7 separate regions of the Mus musculus genome follow, and regions 2, 3, 4, 5, 6 and 7 are each linked to region 1. Evidence: chromatin contacts called from public promoter capture Hi-C data. All regions are on one chromosome and are shown on one strand. Each heading gives the region's core, a stretch centred on a gene start, on an enhancer-like site or on the middle of the called end of the contact. The rest is flanking DNA. Distances are from core to core; before and after follow the strand shown.

What was found. Promoter capture Hi-C pulls out the DNA fragments that hold promoters and counts their contacts.
Region 2: a contact with region 1 is called in a promoter capture Hi-C map of embryonic stem cells, with 2.7 times the contacts expected there. The contact joins the promoter of Pstpip1 here to the promoter of Cspg4 in region 1. A contact is called at or near these places in 3 of 39 promoter capture datasets (embryonic stem cells, hippocampal neurons and stem cell-derived epiblast-like cells) and 1 of 115 datasets of contacts at active chromatin or transcription factors (the NIH/3T3 cell line).
Region 3: a promoter capture Hi-C map of stem cell-derived epiblast-like cells shows a contact between it and region 1, with 6 times the contacts expected there. The contact joins the promoter of Cplx3 here to the promoter of Cspg4 in region 1. A contact is called at or near these places in 5 of 39 promoter capture datasets (embryonic stem cells, hippocampal neurons, liver and 2 more).
Region 4: a promoter capture Hi-C map of embryonic stem cells shows a contact between it and region 1, with 4 times the contacts expected there. The contact joins the promoter of Tspan3 here to the promoter of Cspg4 in region 1. A contact is called at or near these places in 11 of 39 promoter capture datasets (3T3-L1-derived adipocytes, the C10 cell line, the HPC-7 cell line and 6 more) and 2 of 115 datasets of contacts at active chromatin or transcription factors (astrocytes and embryonic stem cells).
Region 5: a contact with region 1 is called in a promoter capture Hi-C map of stem cell-derived epiblast-like cells, with 4 times the contacts expected there. The contact joins the promoter of Cox5a here to the promoter of Cspg4 in region 1. A contact is called at or near these places in 2 of 39 promoter capture datasets (hippocampal neurons and stem cell-derived epiblast-like cells).
Region 6: a contact with region 1 is called in a promoter capture Hi-C map of hippocampal neurons, with 2.8 times the contacts expected there. The contact joins the promoter of Rpp25 here to the promoter of Cspg4 in region 1. A contact is called at or near these places in 2 of 39 promoter capture datasets (3T3-L1-derived adipocytes and hippocampal neurons) and 1 of 115 datasets of contacts at active chromatin or transcription factors (pancreatic cancer cells).
Region 7: a promoter capture Hi-C map of hippocampal neurons shows a contact between it and region 1, with 9 times the contacts expected there. The contact joins the promoter of Peak1os here to the promoter of Cspg4 in region 1. A contact is called at or near these places in 7 of 39 promoter capture datasets (the C10 cell line, cranial neural crest, embryonic stem cells and 4 more), 3 of 115 datasets of contacts at active chromatin or transcription factors (embryonic forebrain, embryonic midbrain and forebrain) and 1 of 9 other capture datasets (embryonic stem cells).

What each region holds. Positions count from the first base shown.
Region 1 is chr9:56,863,793-56,866,472 of GRCm38.p6, forward strand. It overlaps Cspg4 (chondroitin sulfate proteoglycan 4), which reads left to right and starts at 1,312. Exons shown (of 10, transcript NM_139001.2): 1 at 1,312-1,485. The coding sequence starts at 1,398.
Region 2 is chr9:56,088,677-56,091,356 of GRCm38.p6, forward strand. It overlaps Pstpip1 (proline-serine-threonine phosphatase-interacting protein 1), which reads left to right and starts at 1,300. Exons shown (of 15, transcript NM_011193.3): 1 at 1,300-1,768. The coding sequence starts at 1,733.
Region 3 is chr9:57,604,910-57,607,589 of GRCm38.p6, forward strand. It overlaps Cplx3 (complexin 3), which reads right to left and starts at 1,372. Exons shown (of 3, transcript NM_146223.3): 1 at 1,072-1,372. The coding sequence starts at 1,235. Lman1l (lectin, mannose-binding 1 like) reads right to left here. Exons shown (of 13, transcript NM_199222.3): 13 at 2,124-2,371. The coding sequence ends at 2,239. Gm32392 (a long non-coding RNA gene) reads left to right here and starts at 1,522. Exons shown (of 3, transcript XR_003948333.1): 1 at 1,522-1,801.
Region 4 is chr9:56,159,744-56,162,423 of GRCm38.p6, forward strand. Tspan3 (tetraspanin 3) reads right to left here and starts at 1,327. Exons shown (of 7, transcript NM_019793.3): 1 at 1,057-1,327. The coding sequence starts at 1,119.
Region 5 is chr9:57,519,893-57,522,572 of GRCm38.p6, forward strand. Cox5a (cytochrome c oxidase subunit 5A) reads left to right here and starts at 1,340. Exons shown (of 5, transcript NM_007747.2): 1 at 1,340-1,523. The coding sequence starts at 1,436.
Region 6 is chr9:57,502,759-57,505,438 of GRCm38.p6, forward strand. It overlaps Rpp25 (ribonuclease P/MRP 25 subunit), which reads left to right and starts at 1,344. Exons shown (of 1, transcript NM_133982.1): 1 at 1,344-2,680. The coding sequence starts at 1,479. The coding sequence ends at 2,078.
Region 7 is chr9:56,239,997-56,242,676 of GRCm38.p6, forward strand. It overlaps Peak1os (a long non-coding RNA gene), which reads left to right and starts at 1,348. Exons shown (of 6, transcript XR_003948326.1): 1 at 1,348-2,680. Peak1 (pseudopodium-enriched atypical kinase 1) reads right to left here. Exons shown (of 7, transcript NM_172924.3): 5 at 1,164-1,348.

The sequences.
Region 1 (2,680 bases), core at 62-2,561:
CCTAAGGTAGGCATTTGAGACATATTAAAACACTTAATGCTTATAAATTCAAACTTGTAAGTGAAAAACTGAACCACAGGAAAAAAAGGAGTAGTTAAAGGCCAGTCAAGTAGGAGAATTGGGATCAAGAACACATCAGACCAGGCATGGTAGTAAGAGCACAGAGCATGGGCTCAATGATTCGGCTTGCCCTCGCCTGGATCAACTCACCCAGGCCCTTTAATCCCTCTCAGCCTCAGTTTCTCTATCGAAATGGGGCTCGGTTCTATCAGAAGTCATGAGACGCTGGACTTGTGCTATGATTGTTGCTGCTCAGGGGTAAGGATTGGAAAGAGGGTGCACAGTGGAACGTGGGCACAGCAGGGAGCCCAGTGGAGGGATATGCGTGAAAGAAGAGAGGAACGGGAGTGTTCCTCTATGCGTCTCCTAGAAAAAACCCAGGCCAGGTCCCAATGCAGCTGGGGCTGGCCAAACACAGGCACGGGGAAAAGCCACAGTAACTCTGCTTTTTCCAGCTCCTGGTTGGGACTAGGCAGGCTCTTGCCTGGGAAGGAGCCAGGAGGAGAAGGCCCCAGCCTGAAGCTGTTAGGTAGGAGCTAAATCCAGGGCCAGATTTCCAGGAGGTGGTGGGGCAAGTGAAAACACCAAGATTTGGGGGTCAGGAGGCCTGGGATCCTGGCAGGAAATGGCCAGGCACTACCTTTGACCTTGGATTCTGAGCTGGGCTCCTCCTCCACAAAATGAAGGGAAGGGTGCTCAGCCCCTACCTTGCAGGGTTGTTTTGAAGCATGTGTTACCACAGGGCTGAGCTTCTGCACCACAAGATCCAGACCTCTTGTCTTTACAGGCAGAGAATGTACAGTCTGTGGAAAGAGAAGGGCAAACCCAGAGCCCTGCCTAGCGGTCTGCTTTAGTGGAATCCTCGGGGACCTGTGACCTTGAAGGCACCTAAACCCCTACATCACCGCAAGGGCAGAAGAGGGCTGGCAGCTCTCACTTTTATTTCCCGTTCTCAAGAGATCCTGTCCACAGAGTTCTGGGGGTCTAAAGACTTAAGAGACATTGTCCCAAACCCTTAAAATGGGGCATGGGTCTGCCTTGGCAGGAAAGGTCCTTCAATCCTAACCAGGAGCAAGAGCCCAGCACGGCCCCTTTAAGAAAGTTGGAGGTGGGAGCAGACAGAGGGAGCCCCCGCCCGAAATCTAAGCGCGGGTCTGGCGCCTGCCCCGCCCCCGGAGTTAAGTACTGGACAGCCCTTGCGCCCTAGCCCGTGCGAGGAGCCCTGCTCCCTCGACTTTGGACTTGAATTGCGACTTGCGACTTGCGACTCGGTGCTGTCCAGATTCAGCACGCTCTGTTCCTTCGCCTTACAAGTCCAGGCACCCAGCCCCGCCGCGATGCTTCTCGGCCCGGGACACCCGCTGTCAGCTCCAGCCCTGGCCTTGGCTCTTACCTTGGCCTTGTTGGTCAGATCTACAGCTCCTGGTGAGTGAGGGACTGAGACCCTGCCCCTGCCTAAAGGATCTATATGGGGACTGCACTCATGGTCCCTGATCAAGAGTCCAAGGGCCTATACTTCTTCCCCAGGCTGAGGGTCTGGAAGGAAAGCTGTGATCTCTGTTAATGGGAACTCCGGGTATCCAAGATTGTCTGGTTTTCCTGACCCTAGAAAGTCAGACTCTGAAAAGGGACCCCTGGAGTCAGATTGCCAAGGGTGTGGCTCTGCCCACCCAGGTTGTCTGGGACACTTAGCCACCTCGATGCTATCCATTCTCTTTGCCATACAGGTTTGAGTGACCACAGTGGCTATCAAAGTATACCCAGAGGCAGCATTAAGTGTGCATCCTGACCACAGATACTCTGAGCCAGAAGTGGGGGTGCTGTGAAGTGAGACTCGGAGAGGAGGCACAATGCCCCACCCTGTGTGTGCCCAGCACACCTCTGCCACGGCCTCCTCTAACTGCCTCTGGCTTCCATACTCTCTTTTTGTTCCCAGGGCTGGCTAGCTGGCTTCTGTCCCTACCTCCATCGGCCCGTATACCTTCTTTCCCTCGTGTCTGCTCTCCTCACTGAGAGGACCTGGCTGGTGACAGACAAGACCACCCACTCTCCAGGGCCCAGAGGCAAGGCTGCCACCCCTCAGATATCTCTCTGATAGCCCTGGGACAAACCAGGCCACACCCCCTGTCTCTAGCTCTGGTGTCTGACCAGCAGAGCCTGAGTGAAGAGCACCTTGGTGGGCATCTTGTCTGTCACAATTGTCACAATCCCAGGAACCCTAGCAGTACAACGCTCTTCCTTTCCTGGAGATGAGGTCTGGTTAGACCATGAGATCTGTGGCCTCGGGGCCCCATCTGTCATTACTACCAATGTATGAATCAGGCAGTCAGCCTACATCTTTCAGGACCATTTCCAAGAGCAACTTAAAGCAGAGAAGGAACTTGAGTCTCCCTTCCAGGGGCCCGGACCACACCCTTCTCCCCGTCAGACGGAGGAGACCAGCTCTAAAGAAGGCTATCACGAGGCACCCAGAAGGGAAGTGAGTCAGGGAAGGACCCCTCACTAAGGTGACTCCAGCTAGATCTGGGCTCCTCATCCTCACTGCTCAGACTGCCTTTCCTAAAATCTCACAGTCCCGGAGATGAACAGACATGAGGGATGTGAGGAGGGAACACTGAGG
Region 2 (2,680 bases), core at 50-2,549, 780 kb before region 1:
CAGGGACCCCAGCTTGGGCTTTTCCTGTCAGTTAAAACAAGGCTCCTGGTAACAAAGGACTCTGGTCTGCTTTCTGATTTCAAGGTTTCATCCCATTTTACAGATGGAGATGTTGAGTTGGCCAATCTGTAACAATAAAAGTAGCTTCAGCAGAGGGCCTGTAGGGTTAAGGTAACTTACACCACGTGGTTATGAGTGACTGGTGTTCTTCTAAAGGATCAGAGTTCGATTCCTAGCACCTACATTAGGCAGCTCCAAAGGATTGGATGCCCTCCTCTAGCCTCTACAGGCATCTGTACATACCTAGCACACACACATATCACGCAAATAAAAATTAGAAATGAATCTCTTTTTAAAAGATGCTCATTAGCTCAAGCCCCGGGATTCTAGAGAGAAGGGCTTCCAGCAGCAGGCCTGCTGTGCTTCTTCTTGGGGGTGTTTAGGGAAGCCTGGGTGTGCCTCTCTTTAAGCCCTGGCACGTGTAACCCACACTTGGGAACTCAGCTGTCTGATCAACCCAGTTGGTCCTAAGGTAAGCCTCGGTAAGGGTGGTGATTTGTGGACAGTCTCTGACTCATTCTTTTCACCAGCCCACCCCGGGCTCAGGACTCCAGAGGCCTCTTCTGCTGAGTGGGCAAACCCTGTCTGGAAAGGGTTCCCCAGGACCTGCTTGCCCTACAAAGAGAAATTCCAGAGGCATTCTTGATACGAAACACTTTCCCAGAGACTGGAAGTGACAGATGGGGAGGCTGAGGCTCTGAGTTAGGTCAATCAAGGTCCGTCCACTAGTGAAGGGCAGAATCCAAACTAAACAAAAGCTGAGCCTGAGTCTCCAGACTCCTGTCTCCCTCTATCACAGTTATGAACTGAAGATGGAATGGGTGAAGATTTGCACGGGGTCAAGGACCCGTGCCTCATCACACTGAGGTCCCTTAGCTAGTTACCTTCTCAAAACAAGTCTCCACTCTCATAGCCCCGGGACCAGGACCGCAATTGAGTCCGCCCCGTGCTGTGAGCAACTTGAGGGTAGGACCTAGTCTAGGGCATGAACTGCTAAAGTTGGAATGAATGGTGGACGTCCTTTTCCGGGGTGAGACCCTAAGAACCTAACCTCTTGGGGCCGGCGAGAGTAACAGTCATGAGATTCCTAACTTGTTAGTTCTAAAGCTAAACTGGGCCAGGACTTGAGCAGGCAGCAGGGTGGCAGGTGGCAGGCGGGGCTGGGGCTGTGCAGGAGAAACTCAGCAGCTCAACTTCCTGTGGGTTAGAGCCCTGCGCCTGCCCTGGGGGAGGTTGCACAAACCTTCCTGTGCCGGCCTCAGGCTGCCTGCCTGCCTGCCTGGCCTGTGCACATCCTTCCTCTCTCCCAGCCTCTGCCTGCCACCTGGGCTGCCTGCCCTGGGCCTCAGCCTGCGTCCTCCTCCATCAGTGGGGCTGGCGAGAGCCTAGGCTGGAAATCGTGGCCCACCCTTCCATCACTGGGCAGGGCTCCTTCCTCATTTCGCTGCTGATTCTAGCCCCAAACAAAACAGGTTGAGCCTTTTTCCTCCTCCGGCAGTTGCCTCTGGCTTGTGGCTGCCTTCTGAGCGTTTCAGACGGCGCCGGCTGGGAGTGGGAGGGAGGGCCTGGGCTAGCCGCGCTGGGACTGGGACGTGCTCCTGGCTCCTGGCCCATGTTCAGCCCTGCTTGAAGCAGGAGTGCTAGCATTTGACACAACAGACGCCCTTGGAGGATGATGGCCCAGCTGCAGTTCCGAGATGCCTTCTGGGTGAGTGGAGTCGACTGGGGGCGGTGAGCTTGCCGAACAGGTCCAGCCAGGCAGGAATCACCTTGGAGACTGACATAGGGGTACAGTTTCCCCATAAAAATTGTGCCTTGACTTTGGTCTTAATTATCATGGAGGTGGCCTGGGCCACAGTCTCTACTGACATGAAAGGCAAAAGAGGGGCCCTGGCTAAGATAATGAATTTCTCTCACAGACATCACCCCCACAGCCAGAGGGATGGCCTCAGGCTGTTTCTCCTCAGGGGCATGCTGCCCCAGCGGCAGAGCTCACCAGGACAGCCTAATGGAGGATTTGAGGAGGATACATAGGGAGGAGTGTACAAGGGAGAAGTCAGCAGCCCAGACACCAGACCAACTTTAGTTTGGTTCGGGTCTCAGCTTTGTAAGGGCTGGGTCGGTTGCTGTTTCTCTCTGGGCCTCAGTTTCTACATCTGTATAATGGAGATAAGTACAGATATTTGACAACTGAAGGTGATCCAATGCAGTAAAGCCCTGGTGCCTTGCCAGAGTTAAAACTCTTTCACCCAGTCTCTGATCTCTGCATACCTCAGGTTCATGAACAAGGCAGCTGGGCTAGGCAACTTCCTGCCTGCTGTTTCAAATTCAGGGCAGGTGTAAAACAAATCTTTTTGCCGGTGAGATGAGGAAACCTAGCCAGGAGGGCAGTAGAGGCCACAGCGCTTGCCCAGCTCTCCTGCTTTTCCACTTTTCCCTCAGCTTCCCCTAGTCTCCTCCACCCCTGACTGTCCCTTGGAGACACAAGGCTGAGACCTTTTGGTTAAAGCTGGGGATGTCTTTCTCCTGAGGATAACTCTCCAACACCACAGGGGACTCTCAGGACCTTTTACTCACCCAGGGCCCACTCCTAAGGTCAAAGCCAGGAGGATGAGGGTTA
Region 3 (2,680 bases), core at 122-2,621, 740 kb after region 1:
CCTTCCAAACCCCTAGCTGGCCTGTGCCTAGTTAATCCCCTCAGACTAGCAGGCTTAGCTTTTGCCACAACCCACCACCGTGTCCATCCTCTGTGTTCTCCACTCCTGCCAATAGAGAGAGCTGAGTGGGAGGGAGTCTTGTTCTGTCTGAGTCTCTCTCTGAAGATCCTTCGCAATCTCTGACTCAAGTCTCTCTTTGCTTCTCTGACAGGCTGTGTGGAAGGGGCGGTGGGGTTATGTGTGCAGGGGTGTGTGTGGGACAGTCTGGACTTGATCCTAACCTGCTATTTTTGGTATGCCACATTCCTTCCACTTCTGTAAAGTGAGAAAACTTGCAACTCATAAAACAACCGGTACTAAGTTGAGTGACAATAGCTGACATGTCATGAAGATTTGCCACGTGCCAGGCGCTATACTAAAGGGTTAACATGCATTAAGTCATTCAGTCCTCACAGACGTATAGAGCACGTATTGTGATTACCACTTCCAATTTTCCAGAAGGAGAAAGGAAATCACAGAAATGTTAAATGACTTTTCTAAAGTTACTCAGCTAATAAGCAAAGTGAGGATCAGAACCAAGCAACCTCCCCGCAATGTTCAGACCGTCGCTCTCTCTATCTCCACTCTGCCCTAGAACTCTTGCATAGAGTAGGCTCAGTATCTCTGAATACCCCCATCGTGGATCTGTCCCCATGACGCTGAGCCCTGCCAGATGAAAAGTACTTTTCTTACAGCCTCAGGCTCAGAGGAGCCCCAGTTGGAATACATGCGGTTAAGACCAGATCGGATTAAGGGATTACCTATTTCATCAGAGATGCACGTGCACCCTCCCCCACCGCACCCCTACCCCTGCCACACTCTTCACCCTTTCCCCAACCCCCTCTAAGCCAGAGGATGAAGCTGGAACAGGGTCCTGGATTTGAAACGGGATGGCTATAAAATCAGCTCAGAGAGCACCTCTTGCTCTCTTACTATATTTAGGAGAAGTAGAGGGGATCTCTGAGAGGTGGGTGTAGCAGCGTGAGGGTATTTGAGTGAGGGTCACATGAGCGAAGAAGAAATTCCACTTACTTCTCCTCCACCAGTTGCTTCTGATACTCCTCGTACTCTTCTCGGCTCATGCCCTGTGCTTCGGCTGCAGACTTGTCTCCGTCCCCCTTGTCCTCGCCGCCCCCCAGGCTCCCTGTGAGGTTCTTCAGTTGGCCACCCACCATGGACTTCACCATGAACGCCATGGTCTTTTCTGACCACCGCACCAGGCGCCTGGTTCGTCAGCGCCTACTTCAGCACTAAGTCCCGGGGACAGCTCCGGTTGCGAGCTCGCGCCCCACGCTTTGAGCACTGGTCCCTACCTTCCCAAAACCCTCCTCACAGAGGGGGGAGGGTGCGGGGGGGCATGCACGGGGCTGAGAAGCCTGAACCACGTGCCTGCTCCTCACTCCCGCCTTTCCCACGTGCCTTCTTTAGCGCCAGCAAAGCACTGCTGGCTACTGCTGACAGCTGATTAGGGCTTGTGGTGGCGGGGTCCCTGCCCTGGGAGAAGGGGCTGCGCTGAAGTGTGCCTTGGTTCCTGCTTCCTACCCTCCAATGACCTCTTCTCCTGGGTCATCGAGAACCAGGACTTCATCTTGGAGTGCCCGGTAGCAGCAAGGGGCAAACACCCCCACCCTTATGTACCATTCCATCCTCCTCCTCCCCCCACCTCCACTCTACTGACCCTAGCATCTACCTCAAAGTGCTCAAGGCCAGGAAGTGGGGGAGACCTCAGAAGCGCAAGCAGGAATCCCAGTTATATGGTTCGGTGAGTTTGTGCTCAGTTCCTTTGTCACGTGTCTGCCCTGCTGTCCCTAGAGCCTCAGGGAAGGGGAGTATTGTTTGAGGGCACTGAAAAGATGAGCCAGAAGGAAACACAGGGACTTGTCCTTGTCCTTGGTGAGTTTAGGGACAGAATTTTGCACAGTTATCTCCCTTTGCTTCAGTAGTTCAGAGGGAAAGGGTGTGGGGGTATCTGGCTCTTGGCCTCCTTGCCTGCTTGCCTGTTTGCTTTCCTGATGCCCACACAGAGAAGGTAGAAGCTATCAGAGGCTATGTGAGGCTGGGAGATAAATGAGGCTATCAAAACAGCAAGAGGAAAATCACCTTTAATATGATGGACTTGCCAAAAACTGAGATGTGGGCACTGGCTAAATCCTCTATCCCCCATTTTTTTTCCCCAGTAAGACATGGCTTTGAGCTGGGTCAGGCTTGCATGCTGGGGGAGATGGGCTGTCTCCTCAGAACCCCTATCGTCCTGGTGATGGGTAATGCAGGCTCTAGAGAAAGGCTTCCTGTGGACAGGTACTCCTGAAGCCTCTTGTCCAGCTCCTGCCTGCTGTGAGAGAGAAAAGGTTACTTGAGTCTCCCTTCTGAGACCAAGTATTCACACTTGTCTCACAAGACTCAGTGTATGACAGGCTGCCACATTCTGGGACCTTCTGTGTCTCCCTTGATGTCCCATGAAGTCCCCATTTCACCCCGGCATTTGAAGTCTACCTGGGTGGTTTAGTGCCAGAGTTGCACTTCTAGGTATAGGTTTTCTTCTTTGGTTTTTGTTTTTGACAAGATCTCATTGTGTAGCCAGCCCAGGTTGGTCCAGATTTCGGCATCCCTCTACCTCAGCCTTCCAAGAGTTGAGATTAGA
Region 4 (2,680 bases), core at 77-2,576, 700 kb before region 1:
TGGACAGGGAAAACTGCCCATGGCAAATGTTTATAACAAACCTGGGAAAAAGGAAACTTGATCCCAGCCTGAGAACCTGAGGGTCAGTTGGGTCCCAAATCACCAGTAGTGTGCCCATAATTAATAATTTATCAGAAAACACCCAACAGTAGTGTGTGGGTCATACTGCAGTACACTACCAGACTTTAAGTAAGAGTACCAAAGTAAAAAGGTTGAACTGTTCTAATATTAAGCTGTTCTTTTTTTTTTTTTTAAGAAACAAAAAAAGATGTGATAGACGACATTTTTGATAGTTTTTTTTCCTGGTGCAAAGTCCAGAAGGATTCAAGACGGAGGAGAGGGCCAAAGAACAACAGGTTAGTAAAAAGTCCCAGGTGAGATAATGACCTGACTCAAGACAGGTCGGTTATAAGCACTTTCTCTGGGGCCAGGTTTCCCGAGCCCCTCCAAAGAGCAACCTTTTATAGAAGTGAATTGGTTGCTTTAAAAATCTCCTGGCAGCTGATACATTTAAAAGGGTTTATAACCTCAGGCTACCCATCCCCACAACAGCGATTTTCTTGATCAAAGAAATGCTCTGCTGTTTCACGCTGAATCCTTTCCGTTTTCTGGGCTGCTTACCAGCCAACCAACTCTATACAAAGAGCTCTAAGCCGAAATTCCTGGCCCGGGACTCGACAGGCGTCCCCACGTAGCTGCTACATGACCTGGGGACAGCCGCTGGCTCTGCGAGGACTCAGACAAAGACAGCGGACCCGACTCACAGGGGAGTATCCCATTTCGGGCCTGGCGTCCCGACAGACTCAGCCCTGAGAACAGAGCGACCCGCAGGCTCACGCCGCGGCGACCCGCGTAACCCTGGCACCGTGCCAGCGGACCGGAGGCCCCCCGGGACCTCCGGTCGGCACCGTCCTGGCCTCTGCTGGGCCCTGGAAGGACCTCACCAAGAGCTCCGAGGCCGCAGGGCCCGGGCGACCCCTCGGCCGGCTCCCGCGCCCGCCTGGTCCCCACGCGCCGCACAGAGGCCTCCCCTGTCCGGTCTCCCCGCCAGCTCACCCAGAAGATGAGGTTGAGGAAGACCAGCACGGTCTTAGAGGAGGTGATGCCGCATTGGCCCATGGTGCCGGCGGCCGGCGGAGGCCCGGCTGGGCGAGCGGAGCGGCGCTCACCGAGCGAGAAGGCAATGGCGCCGGCGGCTCTGCTGAGAACTGCTGGGCCCGAGCCGCGTTCCCGCAGACCCCCGCGCCGCCCCAGCAAGCACCTCGCAGCTGCGTGCAGCCCGCCGCAGGCCCCCTAGGCCGTTCCCAGGCAACTAAGTCCCGCGTCTGCGGCCGCTTCTGCCAATCAGCGCCGCGGAGAACGAGGTGGCCTCGCCTCTTAAAGGAGCCGACGCCTCCGCGCCTTTTCTTCTGGCCTCTGACCGTCCTTGAGTGTAGAATCCTCTTCTGGGGAATTTCTAGTGGGACAAACACGTTCCCCGTCTTATTGAGTTACTTTTACAAGACCAAATGACTGGAAGACCACAGAATTCTGTTCTGTTAACTACTCTTCCCTAGAAAGACCCACCTCACATGAGGATTTTCGTGACTGCATGATACCTAAGCAGCACCCCATATAAGTTGGGAAGAAATACGGTGGACATCAACACACGATTATGAAGAATTTAGTATGCCAGAAGCTCTGCTAGCTCTGATAAAAAAAAATCATCAGGAAAGGAGAAAACACTGGCGCACTAGCAAAGCAGAGATGGTTGGGCAAGGCAGCCACCCTTTCAGCTCTATTCTTTGGACTGAGATTTGCAATTACAGATACATCTTCATACATGTTGACATGTGCGCTCTTTCCTGTAATCTTAAATGAATGGTAGCAATTAGCACCTTAAAAATAAAAACGGAGTGTGTGTCTGTGTGTGTGTGTCTGTGTGAGCATGTGCGTGTGCACCCACAAACATCCCACAGCACAGAAGTAAAGGTCAGAAGACAACTTTGGGAGTCAGTTCTTTACTTCCACCCTGTGGGTCCCAGGTCATCAGCTTTGGTGGCAATGTGACCTCCGCTCTGCTGGCTGCATGCATATTAGCTTCTTTTAACTATTAGTTCATTCATGCCACTACCCCTCCCCCAGCTTCAGATGACTGTCAGACTAATTTTACTGGTAGGGTAATTAAGGGTTAGAAAGGATGCCAAACTTGCCTGCAGCCACACATAGAAGAGTGATCTAATGCAGAAGCCACCTCAGCCACACACAGTACTTCTGCCACTGTCCTGCACTCTCCCTTACTCGGGACCTCTTTACCTGTCCTCAAACATCTCTTTTTCCTGTAGCCTCCCTGGTTCATCATCTTCCCTGGGCATTCACAGAAATACCCAAGCACCTCAGCATCCTATTCATCTGTATCAAGCAATGTCCATGTTATCAAAGACCCACTCATGTTCCCAAGACCTCACTCTGCACCTATTCTAGGTGATGGCATTCCACCATGAGGAAGAAGACAATGCTTGCCCATGTGGGGTTTTCATTCCAGTAGAAGAGGGTAGATATACCATGAGCAAAGAGGCAAGCAGACATGAGACGCGATGGTTGGGTCAGACCTAGAACACTGTACTGAGTGACAGGTGCAGCTAAATCCATTCTCAGGGAGAGATATAAATAACATCCACCCCTCCTCCCCAGGTCCCAG
Region 5 (2,680 bases), core at 90-2,589, 660 kb after region 1:
AGCAGACAGGCCTCTGTGAGTTCAAGGCCTGGCAGGGCTACTATGAAACCTTAGTGTTCTATTGCTGTGAAGAGACCACAGCAACTCTTATAAAAGTAAGCATTTAACTGGGGCTGGCTTACAGTTTTAGAGATCAGTGTCCATTATCATCCAGGCAGAAAGCACGGCAGGAATGGTACTGGAGAAGTAGCTGAGAGTTCTACATTTGAAGGTAGCAGGAAGAGAGAGACTCTGAACCTTGCATGGGCTTTTGAAACCCCAAAGCCCACCCCCAATGACACACTTCTTCCAACAAGGCCACACCTTCTAATCCCTCTCAAATAGTGCCACTCTCTGATGACCAAGCATTCAAATATATGAGACTATGGGAGCCATTCTTATTCAATAACTACCACACCTTATAACCAAAAATAAAATTAAGATAACTAACATATGTCCCATAATTGGCTCAGAGAAGTCAAGATTAGGAAAGCCAATTCATGGATTCATACTCGTTTAATCAAGGTACATTTTTTTCATTTTTCGTTTACTTATTCATCCGTGCCTTCATTTCATTTGTAAAGTTTATTTACATGTATGTGTGTGAGTATATAGCACAGCACAATGTGGGTACTTGTGATGTCCAGAAGAGGGTGTCAGATTCCCTTGGAGCGGGAGTTACAGACAGTTGGGAGCCACCTGATGTGAAGTAAACGTGAGTCCTCTGAGAGCGCAGAAAGTTAATAAACTATTAACTACTGAGCCACAGAAAGCACTTTATCCACTAAACCGTCTATCTTCCTAGACCCTAAACAACGTAATTTTTGAGTCGGTTTCCTAATGGGTAAAAGTAAATAATTGGGCTTTAGTGGGTGGGGGAGGATCATGTGACCCAGGCTGTCCTTGAATCCCCTTTCCCCCTGCCTCCAAAATGTTGATTATTGTCTTGAGTCACTACTCCCAGTATGATTTTTTTTTTTTCTGAGACTCAGGTTGCATAAGAGAGCCTGAAATTCCTAATACTTAGCCTGTAGAGGGCTAGAATTATAGCATACACCAACGCGCGGGGGCAAAGCGGTTATTCTTATTATAGTTTGCCGTTATTATCGCTACAATTCCAAATTGTGATAGTCTCCTCTGTTGGCGATTCCAAATCCACATTGTCCATTGCTCACCCTGCCTTTCCTCCCACGCAGGAATGTTCACTACGGTCACCCGGGTCATCGGACCAGCTTTGGCGCGGCGCCGACGTGGTTTGTCCTCCACGGCCGCCGTAGCCGCCGGCGACCGCATGGCGCCCCACCCGCTTCCGTAGGCGCGAGCTCCGCAGTGGGCCGGCCTTATGCTCCGCCCAGCGTGCGTCGCTGCGTGAGTCCGGCCCCCGCGAACTGCTGTACCGCCCGCGAGCTCACACCGGCTTCTCGTCAGCCTCAGCCAGTGCGCTGTGGTCGCCGTCATGCTCGCCGCTGCCCTCCGTCGCTGTACCGCAGCCGCGGCTGCCCGAGGCCTCCTGCACCCCGCCTCGGCTCCCAGCCCCGCCGCCGGTAAGGTCCGCGCCCGCCACAGCCCTCGCTCGCGTGTCCTTGCTGTGACCTGGGCTCCCGCCGCCACTCGAGGGCAGGCTCCCTGGCGGCCTAGCCTTTGCCCTGCGAGCCGGCATTGGAGCCCGGTGACCGCAGTGCGTCCGCGGCCGTCTGGAGTCGTGTAGGAGACTCCTCCGGGCCTCCCTCCCCGCCACTTCCTGATGCCGAACCCGCGGCCAGTCAGGTGTGTGGACTTGCCGGGGTCGCCGAGGACGAGCTCAGCACTTCCTTTCAGTCTCTGGGCCGTGACCGTTCCCTGCGCTGACCCCGCAGCCACCTGACCGGGAGTGGCCCCCGCCGGCCTGCGGCATCTTGGCGAAGGTGACATTGAGCCTCCGGGCGCGCCGCCCGCCTCTGCGTTTCCTAGAACACAATTTGATTCCCCAGTGGGACACAATACCCTTTTAGCCCTGATCAGGCAATTCTCTGCTGGCATTTTTGTGTCACCTTCATAACTGGGTACGGCCACGTTTGAGGACTGTTGAGCCACATTTTAGCCCTGCGTTTCAAATAGATAATTTAAAGTGTGGTTTCTTGCGGCTTGTAAGAGAGCCTGAACATTGACAAATATTAATGGAAAGAATGATAACGTTTACAAGATTGGGTACCAAATACTGAGGAATACTGGGTGTACAAACATGGGAAAGCTTCGTGGATTCCCCTCCACCCGTTTAAAATGAGAAGCTTCAGTGCTGACTTATGAAGTATTATGTTTGGTTGCTTGTTTCCCCTTCTGTGTGATCAGGAGATTTTGTGTCCCATCACTGTCCACCCCCATTGCTGAGGGGGAACCAAGGGCCCTGCATTGCTAGATAATTGCTCTGCCACTTGGTGTGTTCTCAGACCCTCTCCACTTAGCACGGTACATCTATCTTACTTTTGGTTTTGTTTGGTTGTGGTATGTGTCAGCTGTGTAGCCTGGCTGTCCTGGAACTCTTTGTAAACCAGGCCGGCATCGGCCTAAAATAAATAGGAGTATTTTATTTTAGAAACAGGGCCTCTATAGCCCAGACTAGACTAGAACTCAGAATGGTACTAAAAGGGCTATCGAGGAACTTATTGCATTCCTCTTGCCTCCTAAGTGCAGGGATTAACCTTGGGAGCCACCACACCCGGCA
Region 6 (2,680 bases), core at 94-2,593, 640 kb after region 1:
CTCGTTGTTCTGAGCTGAGGGGCTGAGAATTGTCACAGATAGCAAAGAGGAAGAGGAGGGCCGGGCAGCTCTCCCCCTAGACTGATGCTGTGCTCATCCAAACACCATCTTGCTGATACTTTGAGAACACCGTTCCTTACAGTCCTCAGTGCGTCTTCCTTCCCGGTGCTTCCCACGTCTGTCTGATTCCCTCCCTGCCTTTCCATGGAAACGGGATTGAATATTGAGGGCGTGGCCCCAGGCCAGGGTCACTCCTTATTAAACAGTCTTGCTTTGATCAGACCTCATCTTTCTACTGCCCACCTCACCTCGCAGCAGAGCCCGAGCCTCTGCTCAGATTCAGTGGAGTTCCCAGAGTTTGCAAGTACCCGCCCCCACACACACACATTCCGCCAAGGCACTCCACCCTGCCTCCCACCTCTTAAAACCTGTCTTCTCTCAGTCTCCTTTTAACAAAAACAACCCTCTGGATTTCTAGAGGCCAAGGCTGACTGGCAAGGAATTCCACCTGGAATTGGAAGTCAGGAATCCGGCGTTAGCTCGGGCTGAGCCACGCTCATAAACATGTATGCAGCTCCAGTAAAGGACTTTCAGGCATGAATATAAGAATTTAACGCCTTGGAAGAAATGGTCTCCTGTTCCCCATTCACTTTAGGCTGGCCCAACGCATCACTTCCTGCATTTCAGAGGTGCATAGGTGCCGGGAGCCTGGAGGTATGATCAGGAGGAGCAAAGCTTAGTGTCTCTCTAAGCAGCTACGCAAGGACCAGGCCACGACGTAGCGGTCCCAGCCCAGGGAAGGCGCTGCGTGCAGCCGCAGCCAACGCCTCCCACTCTCTGCTGACCATGCACTGGCTGCCCTTGACGCAAAAATATAGTAAGAGAACGGGAGGGAGGTCCCTGGAGGGGTGGAGTAGCGAAGCCCCAAAAGGTGGTTTGGAGATCTCTTACCTAGGAGGGGTCTAGGGATGCCCTTGCGCTGGAACCCCGCAGGGCTCAGGGACCAGGCTTGAGTCGGCATTTGAACCTTAAGCATAGTATTTATTTAGGTTGTTCCTGCATAAGGTCTGGTTCAGGGAGAACAGATGGTGACTTCGGAGAACTTCACCTCCCAAATCACCCGTGGCTCTGTGACCCCAGCCGCTGAGCTCCAGCGCTGGATCCCAAAGGCTGGAGGGACTGGGACAAGTCACGCAGAGTTGGGGCGGGTCCTGGGCGAAGGGGCGGGTCCTATCTGGCTCCCAGGCGGAGCTTCTGCTAAAGGCGCGGAGCACAAGGTGCCGAGGGCGCAGAGTAGAACATCACTACCCTGTAGAAGTCTGGGCTGAAGACTGCACGTTCCCAGCCCACCCTCCAACCTTCACTCGGCGCCGGCACCCCAATCCCTGCCAGCTCTCGCCCGGCACGACCCGCGGCCATGCAGCCCCGGGCTTGAGGCGGCCCCATGGCAAAACCTGCGATCCCAGCGACGACGGCGCATGGAGAACTTCCGTAAGGTGCGCTCGGAGGAGGCGCCGGCGGGGGACGGTGATGAGGGTGGCAGCCCGAACTCTGGCCCTTTTGCAGATCTGGCACCCGGTGCTGTACACATGCGGGTCAAGGAGGGCAGCAAGATCCGCAACCTACTGGCCTTCGCCACCGCCAGCATGGCGCAGCCAGCCACGCGCGCCATCGTCTTCAGTGGCTGCGGCCGGGCCACCACCAAGACCGTCACGTGCGCCGAGATTCTCAAGCGCCGCCTGGCGGGCTTACACCAGGTCACGCGGCTGCGCTACCGGAGCGTGCGCGAGGTGTGGCAGAGCCTCCCGCCTGGGCCCACACCGGGTCAGACGCCCAGCGATCCGGCCGCCAGTCTCAGTGTACTTAAGAATGTACCGAGCCTCGCCATCCTACTTTCAAAGGACGCACTGGATCCACGACAACTTGGCTACCAGCCTCCGAACCTCAGTCCTGGTCCTTCGTCCCCTCCTACGGTGTCGACGTCCAAGAGGAGCCTGGGGGAATCTGCTGCTGAAGAAGGCACCGCTAAGCGGTCTCAGCCTGAGCCAGAGGCTGAGAATGAGGACAGGACCGCCTGAGAATTCTCGCCTCTGAGCCACCCAGACCGACTGAATCATATATCTTCAACACTCCTGCATACCTTTCAACACACGCACCTTTCATACCTGGGTTTTAAGGGGCCCATGTTCCTGGACACCGGTCCTCAGAATGACAGCGCGGATCCCAAGGCGACAGGAGAGAGCTCAGGAATGAGAAGAGAGGATCCTTGAAGTCCAAGGAAACTTTGTGGGACATGTTACCAGAAGCCACAGAACACCACCCACACCTTTGCTAGGCCGTCTTTTTTAGGGAAGCATGGTGGGTAGTGGGACTCTTGAGCTTTCTTGGGGACCCAGACGTTAAAAGCACCCAGTATGCATGGATGCTGACAGTTGAGGCTTTAAAAATCATCTTTGCTGTTAACTGAGAGCGGGAGCTACGGAGCTGATTACTTGAGGATGGCCAAGTTGAAAATGTCCGGACCCTATTCTGCACCCCCACACACACACACACCCTAGCAATTCCCTTTTAGCATCCCTCCCCCACCCGCCTTGCATGATGGCTGAGAGGGGACTTAGGACAAAATCTGCCATGCTTCCTCCCCGAGTCCTGCTGGAGTCTTGCTTCCAATAAAACAAAC
Region 7 (2,680 bases), core at 98-2,597, 620 kb before region 1:
CCAACCCCCCTTATGCTATTCCAGGTTTTCCTTTTCAGAAGGAAAGAAACTGTGATACTCGAGGGAGGGAGATCACCCAGAAGTCACTGGGAATTGCAGTGAAGAAAGTAGAGACCTGAGGAAGCTCTGCAGACACTTCTGAAACAATCCTGTTTAGTCTCTTTGCATGTTCTCACTATCACAGGTCTGTGACACAGGCTGTCAGCCCCTGCTCAAACACCTCCAACCATAAGACTCATACTACGAGTCTGCTGATACAGGTCAGAAATCCCACCCTTCACATTATTCAATCCTGTGTATATTTTGCCCTGAAATACTCCTTCAGTTTGTCCACTGTTCTTTCTCCCTACCTTGACTGAGGTCCCCCTCATCCTGTCATGTAGTCCTGCAGTACCTGCTACCAAACACCACAGCCTATGTGAACCCATTCTGATTCATGTCATTCTGTCTTCTCGAAGCCCTTTTATGGGTCACTATCACAAATAACAAAAGGTCTAAGATTTTAACCTGAAATACATCTTATCTAATGCTCCACATTGCAGCAACCTCAATGGCTGTGGCACCAAGCTATTCTGTATCTCCATCTTCTTGTTCACTTGTTGCCTCTGTCTGGAACATTCTTTCTTCTCTTTGACAGTGAGTTAAATCAGCTCAGGAATGATTTCCGGGAAGGCTTCTTTTGACATTCTTCTTTGTGTAACATGGAAATATTCCATGTGTGTTTCCGCAATTGTATTTATCACATTATACTGAATACACGCTCCCTTCTTCTCTTCAGGTTGAATCCTTCAAGGCAAGGTCTACATCAGCACAAGGCACAGGGCTCATGGGGCAGGCATTTAAAATAAGCCTAGGACCGGGCGTGGTGGTGTATACCTTTAATCCCAGCACTCAGGAGGCAGAGGCAGGCAGATTTCTGAGTTCAAGGCCAGCCTGGTCTACAAAGTGAGTTCCAGGACAGCCAGGGCTACACAGAGAAACCCTGTCTCAAAAAACCAAAAAAACAAAAAACAAACAAACAAACAAACAAACAAAAAAACCCAAAAAAAGCCTAGTAAAACCTGAATGTTATGTTTTGAAACAAATGTAGATTTATAACTCTAATGGTGTTACTGTACATAAAGACGCGGCTTAGGTACTATCTATATAACCTTTGTACTTACCTAGGTTGCTGTAGGTTGCACTGCAGGGACTCACGTCAGTAGGATCCAAAGTGTCATCTTTTTCTTCTTCCCTTTCCAGGTCAGGTGGAGGCAGTGTTGGTGTGACTGAAGTGCCATCTTGCTTCCCAGCAGGAGTTCTTGGATCCCGAGGAGAAAGTTCTCCTGCCACTTCATGGGTCACACGACTGAAACAAATAAGACAGTCCATCAAATTTGTATTCAAAAGTTCTATTAACATTTAGATTTATAGAGCAGGGTGTGGTGGCACAGGTCTTTAATCCCAGCACTTGGGAGGCAGATGCAGGTGTATAGCTTGGTGAGTTCCAGGCCAGCTTGGTTTATATAGTAAGTTCCAGGATAGTCAGAGCTAACTAGAAAGGATCTGAGACCTTCATACCTGGTCATTAAACCTACATGTTTGCTTGTTTTTCTTTTTTAAAGGAAGAATAGGTAACAATAAAATCGAATGAATGCTTAACTGATTAAAGGGAAAGACTCAAGACTTTTGTAAATCAGTTGCTGTATTTACGGTATTTACTATATTCCCTAATAGTACTCTACTACTATAGTAAGTACCACACGTTGCTTTACTTAGCACATAGTATGTGCTACATGTTAAAATATTTACTGAGGTATTTAGAAAGAACTAGGAGTAAAATTGTGATTATATTATGTGATGAAAGGATAAGTTAATGCCAGGTAGACAGAAGGGTCAGTTCTCATCTACATGGTACAGGAGGAAGGGAAATGGAAAAGAAAGCTTAACTCTTTAGCTGACTCTCCTCGAGGAAAACGAGTCTGGAGCATCCTGCTGGTCACGAGGCAGTTAAAGGTCAAGCTTTCTTTTTTCTGCCACTGCCAGCTCACTTACTTTTAGCTTTCTCTTCCCAGTCTCCCCACTCCCGATGAAAACTGTCAACTCTATGGTTATGAAGTACAAGATGATCAAATGGTCACTAACTGCTGGAGAATAAGATGGCCAAGTTGGCCAATCGCAAGTTGCTGGCCAATGAAATATATTCAAGAAGTGTTCTGAGACCATCAAATCCCACCATATTCTTTCTGATTTCCTTCTGGACAAAGAGAAACGAGGATAAGAAACTTTTTGGGGGGTGGGGCGGGGTTGGGGTCCATTCATGGATGTCTGTCTTCAGGACAGAGGATGACACCAACAGTTCTCAATGACTGCTCCTGCTCTTTTGAAGCAGGTTCTCTCCCTGAACCTATGCCTCACGGATGGCCTAGACCGGATGTCCTTCTAGGAACCCACTACATCTGACTGTGGAGGTAGAACGCTGAAGCTTTCACACTCTTTCCTCTCAAAGAAGAAAGGCCATTTTAGTTACACAAAACGTGCTGCCTTGAAACTAGAAGTAGTTTACATTAACTTTCACCCAGCAAAGAGAACTTACTTTTTCCTTCAGTATGTGTATAACTGCTCAGTAGTGTGCCCCTCTGCCTCCCGCAGTGGCTTGGAAGTGTCACTTCACTTTGGCTGTATGGAGGTGAGGGGCCAA